Linked DNA regions of Mus musculus: region 2 is linked to region 1. The links are chromatin contacts, called in public promoter capture Hi-C maps. All regions are on one chromosome and are shown on one strand. The core of a region is the stretch at or near the end of the contact, and the rest is flanking DNA. Distances in the headings are between cores, read along the strand shown. Region 1 holds the start of Smim18 (small integral membrane protein 18). Region 2 holds the start of Prag1 (PEAK1 related kinase activating pseudokinase 1).

The links. Promoter capture Hi-C pulls out the DNA fragments that hold promoters and counts their contacts.
Region 2: a promoter capture Hi-C map of pre-B cells shows a contact between it and region 1, with 6 times the contacts expected there. The contact joins the promoter of Prag1 here to the promoter of Smim18 in region 1. A contact is called at or near these places in 1 of 39 promoter capture datasets (pre-B cells) and 2 of 9 other capture datasets (adipose tissue and liver).

What each region holds. Positions count from the first base shown.
Region 1 is chr8:33,743,410-33,749,850 of GRCm38.p6, forward strand. It overlaps Smim18 (small integral membrane protein 18), which reads right to left and starts at 4,361. Exons shown (of 2, transcript NM_001206849.1): 1 at 4,289-4,361. All of the region lies in intron 2 of Gtf2e2 (general transcription factor II E, polypeptide 2 (beta subunit)), which reads left to right.
Region 2 is chr8:36,091,668-36,097,568 of GRCm38.p6, forward strand. It overlaps Prag1 (PEAK1 related kinase activating pseudokinase 1), which reads left to right and starts at 3,161. Exons shown (of 6, transcript NM_172911.3): 1 at 3,161-3,321.

The DNA.
Region 1 (6,441 bases), core at 3,111-5,610:
GAGACTGTTTCTAAATACAAGCATGGTGTGTACACATCCAAACTGTGAGTTCATATTGGCTAAGTTTCTTGGTCGTCTTAGTAAAACAGAATTTAAAATTTTATACTTATGTTATATAAGGTTTTAGTTTCTGTTCTAAATCAAGTTTGTTTTTACAAAATTTCACCTCTCTGACTAGCCTCTTGCTTACTTCCTATATTTTGAAGGCTTAGATTCATTATCTAAATCCAAAAGTAAAGGTTTAAATACCTGTTCTGTTTGTATTTAAGACTTCTGTCTTATGGTGGTGCATGGTTATTCTTCAGTGAGAGACAACAGGTTTAGTGGGTGATAATGTAATTGAATTACTTTTGTTAGTTGAGGAACATATAGAGTTGCTTTGTCAGTAGGTGAGGTATGTCACTTCATGGTACATTTCATTACTCTTCAGTCTATATCTCTACATCCAGGATTTCAAAATTACCTTATCCTTGAACTGTTCCCTTGAGAGTACATTCCTTTTTTTTTTTTTAATTAAAATAGATTTTTTTCCATACAATATTCTGATTATAGTTTCCCAGCCCCGTATGCCTCCCAGTTCTTCTCCAATACCCTACCATCTGGTTCTACTCCTCTGTCTCTACTTAGAAAACAAATAGGCATCTAAAGAGTGATAATAAAAAGAAGATAAAACAAAAACAAGTCAGTAGTACAGAAAAGCCAAACAAGAAGAAGAGCCAAAGAAATAGCACAAGAAACAAATACAGAGACACACCCATCTGCACATACAGGGATCTCATAAAAACATAAAACTAGAAGCCATAATATTTATGCAAAGGACTTGTAAGGTTAAAAAATAAGGCCTTTAAAAAAAAAAAAAAAGCCCTGACCTAACTTTATGAACCAAAGAAACCTCCAAGGATGTCATTTGAGTTTATTTTGTGTTGGCCACCTACTGCTGAGCATGGCTCGTCCTACGTACGAGTGCTCTGTTTCCCCAGTGAGATTCCTCTAGAGAAAATGGGATTGTGGGTCCATTTCTCCTTTTAGTTGTAGGACCTCATCTGATGCAGACCCTGTGGAATGCATTCTTACGGGAAAGGACCAGCAGTTGCCTTGGGCTTTATGGTACCATTGCCTTATAATGCAGTGTTAAGTGATGCCTCTTGTGGGATGTGGATGCCCCTTAGGCTGTTATCCCACGTCTGTGTTGTCAGTGTCTTGGGTCAGAACAGTATGGATGCAAATGTACAAGTACTCAGAAACCTGGTTACATAGAGACAAAATGTAGGGGTGTGTGTGTGTGTGTGTGTGTGTGTGTGTGTGTGTGTGTGTTGGCCTTTTTAGTAAAGGCACATGCTTGTGCAAACTTCCCATGTGACTTTACAATAGTATAATGTGAATATTCTTGCAAGGAGACCACATATTGTCACAGTTGCTTTTATGTTAACATAAATGAGTTTTCAGATTCTTTTTGAAGAACAGAGGTAATAGTGATGGATAGAAAGACTCGGATTTCAGGAAACTATCAAACCCAGGGCTGGGGAGCACTCTGTCACTGTCTTATATACTGACCCTAGACAGTGTACTTTAGTTACATATGAACATTCATATAATGATTTGCCGTGACCATGGAGTAACAGAATGTTTACAAAAGGTATTTATGTGTTTTGCTGAAAGTGTCTAAGCAGTTTAAGGAGGAGTATATATGAGTAAGAATGGTTCCCCATATGCTCATATATTCAATTATTCCAGTCACCAGAGAGTGTCATGATTAGGATTAGGAGGTGTGGCCTTGTTGGAGGAAGTTTGTCACTGGAGGTGGGCTCTGAGGTTTCAATAGCACATTCCGAGGCCCAGCCAGGCTCTTTCCCTGTGGATCAGGATGTACTCTGAGTTATTGCTCCCGTACCTGCCTGTATGCTGCCATGTTCCCCACCATGATGATAATGGACTAACCCTCTGAAGCTGTAATCAAGTCTTCTGTTAAATACTTTCTTATGTAAGAGTTACTGTAGTCATTGTACAACAGTGACTGAGTTTATGTATATGCTATGACACTTTGCCACTGTGGACAGTGTTGAAGCTGATGGGAATTCAAAACAGTGTTGCTTTAGTTCACTTCTGGACACCCGAAACAAGTAAACCTGGATAGCAGGCCTCACTGCCCTTCAGTTAAGTGTGTGCTGCTCCAAAGTATAGAAAAGCTCCAGTAGGCTTTGTGTGTGTTAGTTTTTAGGTAAAGACTACATCTTATGGCAATGGATTTGGTGTACTTAGCACCTGAAAGAAGTATACCATGAGGTTGTCCTATTCTGGACTACATTTTCCAAGTGAAAATTAAATTTGTATAAAGGAAGTGCTGTAAGCATATTATAAAAACTGGGAGAAACTGATTAAAAATACAATCAATAACAGTCTGTACTTTGTGGATCCCCCTTTATAATTTTATTATAGAAATGGGAAGCTTGAAAGAAGATCATATTATTATTATTATTATTATTATTTTTTTTTGTTTTGTTTTTTTGTTTTTTCAAGACAGGGTTTCTCTGTATAGCCGTGGCTGTCCTGGAACTCACTCTGTAGACCAGGCTGGCCTCGAACTCAGAAATCCACCTGCCTCTGCCTCCCAAGTTAAAGGGATTAAAGGCGTGCGCCACCACTGCCCAGCGAAAGTCATATTTTTAGTTAGGTTTTGTTTTATGTTATTTTTGCTATATTCCTTGTACCTATTTTTCTATCATTTTCAAAAGGCCCCAGTGGGATATTTATGGGGATTGGTTTTGTGACCCTGGATCACCAGATTAGAAGTTATGATTTAGCTCTAGTTATGGTGAAAATTGGTAAATTAAATTCTCTGGCACTTTTAAGCACATCACTTTGAAATATGATCAGTTAATTGTACTAGCCTTTAAATTATAGAACCACTAATTGAGTTCAGACTCTGAGACTCTGAGATAAGGTATACTTGAAAGATGATGAACCTCCATGTATGCTAATAATAGATATAGACTATATGAAAATGTAGTCTGTTAATGAGTCTTAAGGCAATTTGAAAATATAAACCATAAATTAACTGTTAATTGTTAGTTATTTTAATATTACTTGGCTCCCATACTGTATGGTAAGCAGAATGGTTTCTAGGTAATTAACCTGCTGTGCCGAACTTGAGAGGTCTAGTATCTTGTTACAGCAACCTTTTGAGTTTTTCAAGAGATAATCTGTCTGTGTAACCTGAATGCTAAGAAACAGAAGGAATAGAAAGAAAAGCAGAAGTTAAAAATAAAAGAACCTAGGAGTAAATATACTTAGCATCCAGGTAAAGGGCAGAGTTGGATGTTTAGATTGTTAAGTACTTGCAGAACTGGCATCTGCTGAGTAGGGCTGACATCTCTAGATACTGTGTGCAGAAATGTGGATGATTATGAGCTGGGGAAGTGATTTTACTAGGGAGAGTCACTGTTGTACCTTAGCCAGCTCTCCTAGGACACACTGGATTTTAAGATGTGCTTTATCAGAAAGACTGAATTTGTGTGGATCAGTACCTGTTTAGAGTAACCTAGTTACTTTACATTTTTGTGTGCCTTGTAATTTAAGGACATTTTAAAAGATTTTTGTTTGATAGCATGGCTTGTATTGTAAGATTTTACTGTGAGGAATTATTTTAACTAAGATGTTAGGAAAATCTGATGATTTATAAATTATCTCTGCTTACAATATAATATGACTCACATAATGATACATGTTAAAAATTTTTATATAAAAATTATAACTGGCATTTTCTTTGCTTTCTCTACATTAGTACTCAAAGTCAAATATAAATAATTTGAATTATCTTCTCCTTTGTTGATATACAAGCTTTCTTGTAACTGCTTTTTACCAGCCAATATAATTTGTACATATAATCAGAAAGCTTTAGCCAAAGGCTTTGCTATTTTAGATTTTTTTCCTTTGAGAAACATCCTTTGTTAAGACAGACCAGACTGCTGAAATAAATTTGCTTTGAGAAAATGAAATTAGCAAAGACTCAGGTTAAACATCAAATGCTTTTGTCCTACTTAAGGTCTGGGTGGAGATCAGATTGGTAGGAAATGTAATGAATTTCCATTAAGGCACAGATGGTAAGGATGCTTATCAAATAGCATGAGGCAGTCGGCATTTTCATGATAAAATCTTACCAAATAATGGGTTAATACATTGTTTTTACGTCTTTAGCAGGCATAGTGCTTTCTGGCTTTCATGGTAAAATATTTTTTTACTGTTTTATAAGGGTATGAGCTACTGAATAAAAAGGATCAAATAAACCTACCTCTTGTCTGGAAAGATGCTGTTGAAGCGATGGTACCGTCTGTTTGTAATGCGGTCTGGTGCACAGCCAAGATGGAGCTGTGCTTCTATTGGTCCGACGCATAATGCAGCTGACAGTTTCCTCTGTGCTCATTTGCATTATTAAGTCCTGCCGTCCTGAGGAGTAGATCATTCATAAACTTGAATAGGGTTGTCTGAGCTGTCACCTGCCACCTCTTTAAATTGTTTGTTTGTTTGTTTTGTCTTTAAGCTAATTTTTCACATAGGAACAGTTGCTGATTTCCTAGATTTTTTTTCCCTCTATAAAATTTAACGTATCTCTGAACAGTGTAGTGCTAAGGCTAGAACATAGTCTCTAGAGGTAGTTACCTAGGAAACAACTGCTCAGGTTAACCATTTTAGTAAAATGTTAGCAGGAAATGGTCATAAAATCTCATAAGTAAGCTTAAAATTAAAACAGTTTTTTTTTTTCAATATGTTCTCAAGTCTTGATTTCTAGAGTTATGAACACTTGTATTTGGGAGAAATTTTGAGAGAAAAGAAGTAGTATTTTAGTTTTTTTAGTTATAGTAGAGTTAATTTAGGTGGGTAATTTTTTTTTCTAAATTTTAAGATATAGACAGCTTTTATGTTTTTAATTGGGTCTAGTCCAACTGGCTTGGCTATTCATTATTTTTAGTTATGGTGAAAAGAGTTTGGCCTAATCATAGCAGAATCAAGATTTACTTTTAATTAAAGGAGTAGTAAGAGCTGTACATGGTGGTGCACACTTGTAATCCGAGCATTGAGAGGCAGAAGCTGGCTCGGTCTGTATAGTGAGTTCCAGATTACATACTGAGACCCTGTCTCAAACAAACAACAAAACCCCACCAAAAATCAATCAATGGAACAAACAAACCAGTGGGAGATTGGGTAAATATATATATATTGGATATATATAATCTATTTATTTATATATTGTTTATATCTATAGATAAATCACTATTTATAACATCTATAAATATATAGATAAATCATAGTAAAGGTAAATAAAAATTTATAGGTAAATCATTATATTAGTTTCTAGAGCTGTAGCTCCTAGCTATAGGAGTTCATAGAAATGCCCTTATTATATTGTAGTAATCCTTCAATAAATATTTGAATGTTGACTTTGATTGATTAGCATTGACTTAGTACTAGGGACATTGTGATAAAACTATATGTGGTTCATAATTGATCATTTGTTTGGAGTTTTTAATATACTGTGAATTTTTTTATTTTTTTATTTTTAGTTTTACCAGTTTTTCTTTTCTTAATACAGTATTGTAAGATAAATTTAATAACACTAATTATAATTAAAATGCTTTTCTCAACGGTACGGGCCTATCATCCGGCTACTCAGGAGTCTGAGGCAGGATCACAAGTTTAAGACCAATCTAAGTAACTTTAAAAATACTTATTATTTTATGTCTATGGATGTTTTGTCTGCATGCATGTCTGTGCACCACATGTGTGCCTGGTGCCCAGAGGCTGGAGGCAGGTGTCAGATCCCCTGGAGCTGGAGTTACAGGTAGTTGTGAACCTCTGTGTGGGTGCTGGGAATGAACCGTAGTCCTCTGCAGAAGCAGCAAGTGTTCTAACCACTGAGCCATCTCCCCGGCACCAGACTAAGTAAGTTAATGAGACTATCTCAAACAAAAATAAAAATGGGGCTGGGGTTAATTTAAGCTCAGTGGTAGAATCCTTGTCTAGGATTCGTGAGGTCCTAGGTTAATGTCTATTTATGGATGTCTTTGTTCTGACAAAGTGGCCTATGTCAGATGGGATAATGATGTGTAAAGATCTTATGTAGGGCAATATTCAGGGTTTACAGCTTGATTTAAATCAATGCCTCATTATAACCCTCACAATGTGTATGTTTGAAAGAGAGCAATTAGAGCTAGGGTGGTGGCTGAGTTGTGAAAGTGCTTATGGTGCAAGCAAAAACATCTAAGTTCAGACTCCAGCATCCATATGAAAGATCCTGGCACCCCAGTACTGAGGAGGTGGATACAGGAAGATTACTGGGGCTTGCCAGCCATTTGGTGAGCTTCAGGTTCCATGAGACACCCTGTTTGGAAAAATGTAGGGGCAGGAGGGCTGGCTTAGTGTTAAGAACACTGGCTGCTCTTCCAG
Region 2 (5,901 bases), core at 1,911-4,410, 2.3 Mb after region 1:
TTCTTATTTCTAATCTTTTTCCCCACTTCCTAGTCCACCTGGAAGGCAAGATCCAAGGAACCCTGAAGAGAAACCACCTTAGATGACATCACTCTGTTGCAGAAATGCCTGTGCTTTCTTATTGGCTCACCGGCAAGCCAGCTCTTTCCACCCAGTGTCACCTTACACTGTGCTGTGTCTCTTGTCCTCATACTCCTGCCAGACTGCCATCGAAGTCGGGGGGGGGGGGGCACTCCCAAATCCATTCCTTTGTAGAGATACCATTCCTTCAGTCTGGAAAGTCCCCATTGTCCCAAAATAGCAACCTTTCTCATTACAAAGGCCCCTTCCTCCATGAAAACTCTCTCTCTCTCTCTCTCTCTCTCTCTCTCTCTCTCTCTCTCTCTCTCTCTCTCCCTACCTGACTCACTTCCATTCCCTTCCGAGTGCTTCTATTTGTCTCTTACTTTTTCCCTATAACTTCCTAAGGAGAAGCAACTCGATAAATATTAATGGACTGAAATTGAACACCTTTCTGACATTAAGGTGAGAGGCATTTCTGTTTCATCCAGATGGAGAAAGACCGGGCATGAGAATTCTTTAGCCCAGTCTACATGCTCTCTGAGCCCTCTCAAATATCCCGGCTCCGGTTTTCTTAGGATAATTTAATGGCACACACTTCTTGCTTCTGCCTCTTTGGTTCTTCAGTTATAAACTACATTACCTTACCCCCAAGCACCCCTGTCTCAATCTTGTCTCTCAATCTCCTAAAATTTAACAGCTCTCTTGTACAGAATGGCGCCCAAGCACTAAAACACCCAAGAGAATTGCTCTTACAAAAGGTCTGATCTGTATCAAAGAGCTCCATCCCTGAGTAGAAAACACCATGAAAAGCAAGTCGCCAGATGCAAAGTGCTGAGCACACACAAATTGCACTGCATTGCAGGGTGCGGGGTGCGGGGTGCGAGTCTAAGCCAAACGTCCACCACATGCACGAGCTTACCAGTTTCACAGGGAATTATAACACACCGAACAGCTGCAGGACAGGCACTGTGCAAGTGGGTGGTATTTTGTATACATCTTTGCCACTTTTGAAGATTTGTTTTTCATTAGGCAGGCTGAAGCCTTTTTTGCTGCCACATAGCTGGCATAAAAGGGGAAAGAAAAAGCCATGTTATGGATCAGCAGTGGCAGTATTGTGTATTTATCTCCTGTAAGCCCAGCAAACCATTTGGGAACCATTTATTGAGCAGAAATTCCAAATTAACCCTTCACTTGCTGTGCCATGCTATAGAACCACAGCGGTCTCTCTGTGTTGCAAACTTTGCTTCTTTATTGTGTTCTTTGGGTTCTTTGTGCATTAAGGATAAATTGGGTAAAGAGAGTAAAAAGTGTGGAAGTGTCTCTTATGTGCTTGGCATGGCCTTTATTTATCCTGGGAAGTGTCTATGCCCCCTGGAGAGGACTGAAAGATGTGGGGAGCTGAATGCTGAGAGCCATGAATGATCCAAAATCCCCATGAGAGGGCCCAGTGTCACTGAACTGAAAGCCCCTCTTGGGTCCGGATTGTGTTTGTCCAGTGCAAACCATTTTGTACCTGTCTGCTTGTTGGCACTTTCCCCTCTGGTGTCTTCATAAGTAGACTGGACCCCTCAGGAGAATGTAATGCTGCTGGCGCCGTTCCACCAGAGTTTTCCTTATGTACTTGTTGAAATGATTGACTGGTAGGGCAATGTGGTGGACTCTCGGTGGAATCAGGCAGCTCTTGGTTCCCATCTCAACACTACCACTTTTCACCTGAGGAGCCCTGGCAAAGGATAGGACCCTTCTGGACCTGTGTTATGCTGTGTCAAATGTGCTAACCCTGCCCTGTGACGTTGCCTGGCACGTAGTAGGTTCTTCATGAATGTTAGTACGACTCCTATTCACCTTCCTATCAGTCTTTCCGTACTTAAATGGGTAATGAGGGACATTGAATGATAAGTAAATTCTCCTTATGGTCCCTTTGCACTCCTTACATAGAAGCCACACATATCCAAAACATGTCTTCTTCCTCTTTCATATTCTATATAGCGCTGCCAGTGTTAACACCACATAAAGGCGAAGAGGGGGAGGGTCTGAGTGGTGCCTTCCTTCTCTCCGTGGAATCATCCTGATTAAGGATGTAACACCGCGCTGCCTCTGTAAAGCAAAGGGAAGCAACCAGATGTGTTGAGGGGGGGGTGCGGGGGAGGATTCCGTTTTCACTCAGGCTTGGCCCTGAGCAGTAACTTCAGTGCCTGGCTTCTTAGGGAACACCCAGGGCAAGGTGCAAGTCTGTCCTACTCAGGCAGCTGGAGGAAGGGAGGCGACTGGCTGGCCCTCTCCTGAGAGTTAAAAAAGATTTTTCGCCCGAGGAACAATATCTTGAACTCCTTGTATCTCAGCCAGTGACTCACGCACTGGAAGCGGTGTAAACACAGGTGGAGGACCTGGGTGCCCCAGCATGATTGAAGGCCGGTCCTCCAGGCCAACATTTGCATTCCACTGTTAAAACACTAAAGTTCAAAGAGATGTGCTGAGCCATTTGCTAGAGGCCTGGACATGAGGAGCTGAGCAGGACCTGAAATCTCTCAGCCAGCCCTGCTCCAGCCGGCTTGTGGTTCTCCTAGGATAACAGTACGTGGCAGTGAAGGCGCTCACGCCTCTTTCAGAGCCCACCGCCCTAGATCTTATTATTGTACTCCGGATCCCCTCTCTTCCATGTTTCGTTCTTTTGCTCCCTCCCTACCAGGGTCTCCTAGGGTCGGCTGGGTGGAGGGATGAGAATGCATTTACTCCGACAGACACACCTATCTGTGCATTGTGGTTAAGGAAAGCTGGGAGCACCAGAGATCTTCCAAGCAGAACTGCGCTGAGCTGGGATTGAGCTGGGGACGCTCTGGGGGGCTCAGCTCCAGGTCTAGGGGCGCCAAGGCTCGGGCTGGGGGCGGAGCCTCGCTGTGGCGAGCGAGGGGGCGGGGCGCGGTGCGGAGTTCCTAGGGACCTGGGCAGGGGCGATCGCCCGCCCTCCTGGACTGGGGACGAGCAGAGTGGCGGGACGCGCAGGCCCGGTGGAGACGCGGGGCAGCGGCAAGGACTGCGGGGGTGCGGCGGGAGCGGAGCGGGCGGCGTCACCCGAGGCGGAGGGGGCGGAGCCGCGATCGCAGCTGCCACCCGGCCGCCGGGCCCAGGCAGAAGTCAGCCGCCCGCGGCTGGGCAAGCACTCCGCGCAGACACGCTAAAGACAATGCTCCGAGGCGTCCGGCGGGGCAACGGACTGCTGGGTCACCGACGGCGAGGCTGCGAGACCGCAGACCCCAGGTGAGCCCACCACTCTCTCTCCAGATCCCGCCGCTTTTTGTCTGACGAACGTGGCGGCCCAGGGGCTTTCGCAGAGTCGCTGCGGTGGCCCGGCGGGCCAGCCCCTGCTGGCGTCCCCAGGGGTGACAGGCTACCGATCCGGAGCGCGTGGAGAGTCCGGACCTCGTGCTCAGGGTTGTGCCCTCGGTGCAGGTTCCGAGACGGGAAAGCTGGGGAGTCGGAGGGGTATTTTCAATTCTTTTGAGAAACGCTCGCTTTGAAACTGGGAAACTTTTCCTTGGAGTTCCGGGAAGGGTGATCGACTGCTGTAATGGTTTTACTGGTCTTGCTGGTCTGGCTGCTCTGTTTTGTGTGTTGGGAACTGCTCCTTTTGCAGTGAGTATTGTCAAAGGAGCAGAGGGGCAGAGGCCGTTCGGGCTGCTCCGGCCAGACCCGGAGGTGACGAATTGGGGGTCCAGGGAAGCCACCTTTAGGCTGCAGCTGATCTCTGAAGGAAGGTGCTATCTGTTTGATGAACCTTGGTGATCATTCCATACCTGGAGCTAGCTCCCAACCTTTGCTTGTGATGTCCCCTCTGCAGCCGGGCGCACACACCCACATGCACCCACATGCACACGCAAGCACGCTTACCCTTGGAAAATAGAATCTCTGCTTGTGTGTGAGTCCTGGGAATGCGAATGGAGGCGGCTGAGCAATTCTCAGCCCACAGCGCTCGCTCACTGTGTCTGTTCTCCCAGGTAAAGCTCAACCATGGTTTTGCAGAGCCTATTGTAGAGCCCAAAGGTCTAAGGCTGAGGAGTTTTGCAACGGATTCAGTTCAGACTCAGGTTGGAAAGGCTTAACTGATCACAGTTCTCAACTCTACCTTACAGCCCCTTCTGAGGAGATTTGACAGGAGGCCCCAGAGAAAGCAAGTTGGCTTTCCTAGGGTCCCTCAGAACTTTGCTCCCCTTATTGGATCAGACTGCAGGCTTCAAGTCCACACTCCTCCTACTATGATTGCTCAGAAAGTAGAAAATAAAAAGATATGTAGATACCATTATATACCCTCAGTGCTGGGGCTGGGGTGAGGTGGGGTGTTAGGGTAGTCATGTCCTGCTTTCTCCCTAGACCACGCTGGCTAATGGAATATAATGCATTAATCTATATACTTTCCATACATACTATACCTTTGGGGGGTTGCATTATTATTTTTTTTTTGTAAAATACAAGAAGCAATATTATTTAGATGGAAAATTGTGGAATTCTATCAAGTAAGGCATGAGCAAATTTGGGTGCAAATAAGAGGGGTTTTGACCTGAATACTTAGGATCTGGCCACCCTGATTCTTCGGATTCTTTTTGAGATGGGGGTGGGAGTGTATCTGACAGCTCAGCCTTGTAAATCGTAGCGCCCCGAAGTTTGCAGAGGCAAAGCTCTGTTATTGTGACTTGGATCACAAAGAAGGCTGCGGATCTTTTCCTGATCTTACACTTGCAGCCTCTCACTGAGAAATGGGATCATTTGCATAATTCTGCACCTACCCTCTGAGGTAGGCATGTGAGAAGGTGCCATTCCCAGGCTGTGCAGAGCTGGCACTACCCAGGGCTCTCTCTACTCCTGCTCTGAGAGTCATTTGCATAGTTCATCATCTTTTCCCTGAAAGCAAACAGGAGACAGTTCCAGGCCTAGAAGGGCTGCTCTAGCTCCAAAGACAAGCTGGGAATGTCTGTTTGCAGAGCCTAAGGAGCCAGTTTTAACAGGACACAATGAGTCAGTGACAGTGGGCAGCCCGGGGTTTCCTTTGTTACTCATATTCAGCGACTTCTCTTAAAGATACTCTGTGTTTCTGGGCAGTTGTGTGACCCATGTGGTGGTCAGCCTGCAGGAAAATGTCAGAGTTGTGGAAGAGAGCAAAGGAGTGCCCGTGAGTGAGTGAGTGCTCTCAAGGTAGCTTCTGGCAGTACAGTACAATAATCAAGAGCCTACTGAACTCCCCAGGCTGTCAGAAGCTGATGGCAAAAAAAAAAAAAAAAAAAAAAAAAAAAAGGAAAAAAAAAACCACACACAAAAACAAACAAAAAAAATGGAAAGGAGGGAGGAGCCTTACAAAGTGGGGTGTCTGGGTGTTCTGGATTGCCTGTTAAAGAGGAAATGAGATGAGGCCACCCCAAATTTGACCTGTGTGACTGTGTGCAGCAACCTCTGAGGAAGCCATTGGATGTCATCCCCACAGCTCCCCCAGCCTGCCCTGGAGCTAGCTTCCCAGGAGCCCCACACAGCTGTCTCCCCAAAGCCCACTGAGGGTCACTGGAGTCTTGCCTACAGTAGACATGGGCCCGCAACGTGGCTTTGCTGTGACCTGGAAGGTCTAGTCAGGCTTCCCATACAAATCTGGCCCTTAGAATGGCAAACTCAACTTCTCTGAAGACTAAAACAAAACATTTCCTCCACCCACCCACTCTCCCCCACCCCTCCGCCTCCCACCCTGCAACTGCACCCCTTATAAAACTTAGCAGCAAACATTTAGCTCTCTGAGGCTGGTGACTATAGGAGAGAGAAATAGCCTGGCGTGATTCCTCTGCTTGTTAAAAGCCTGTG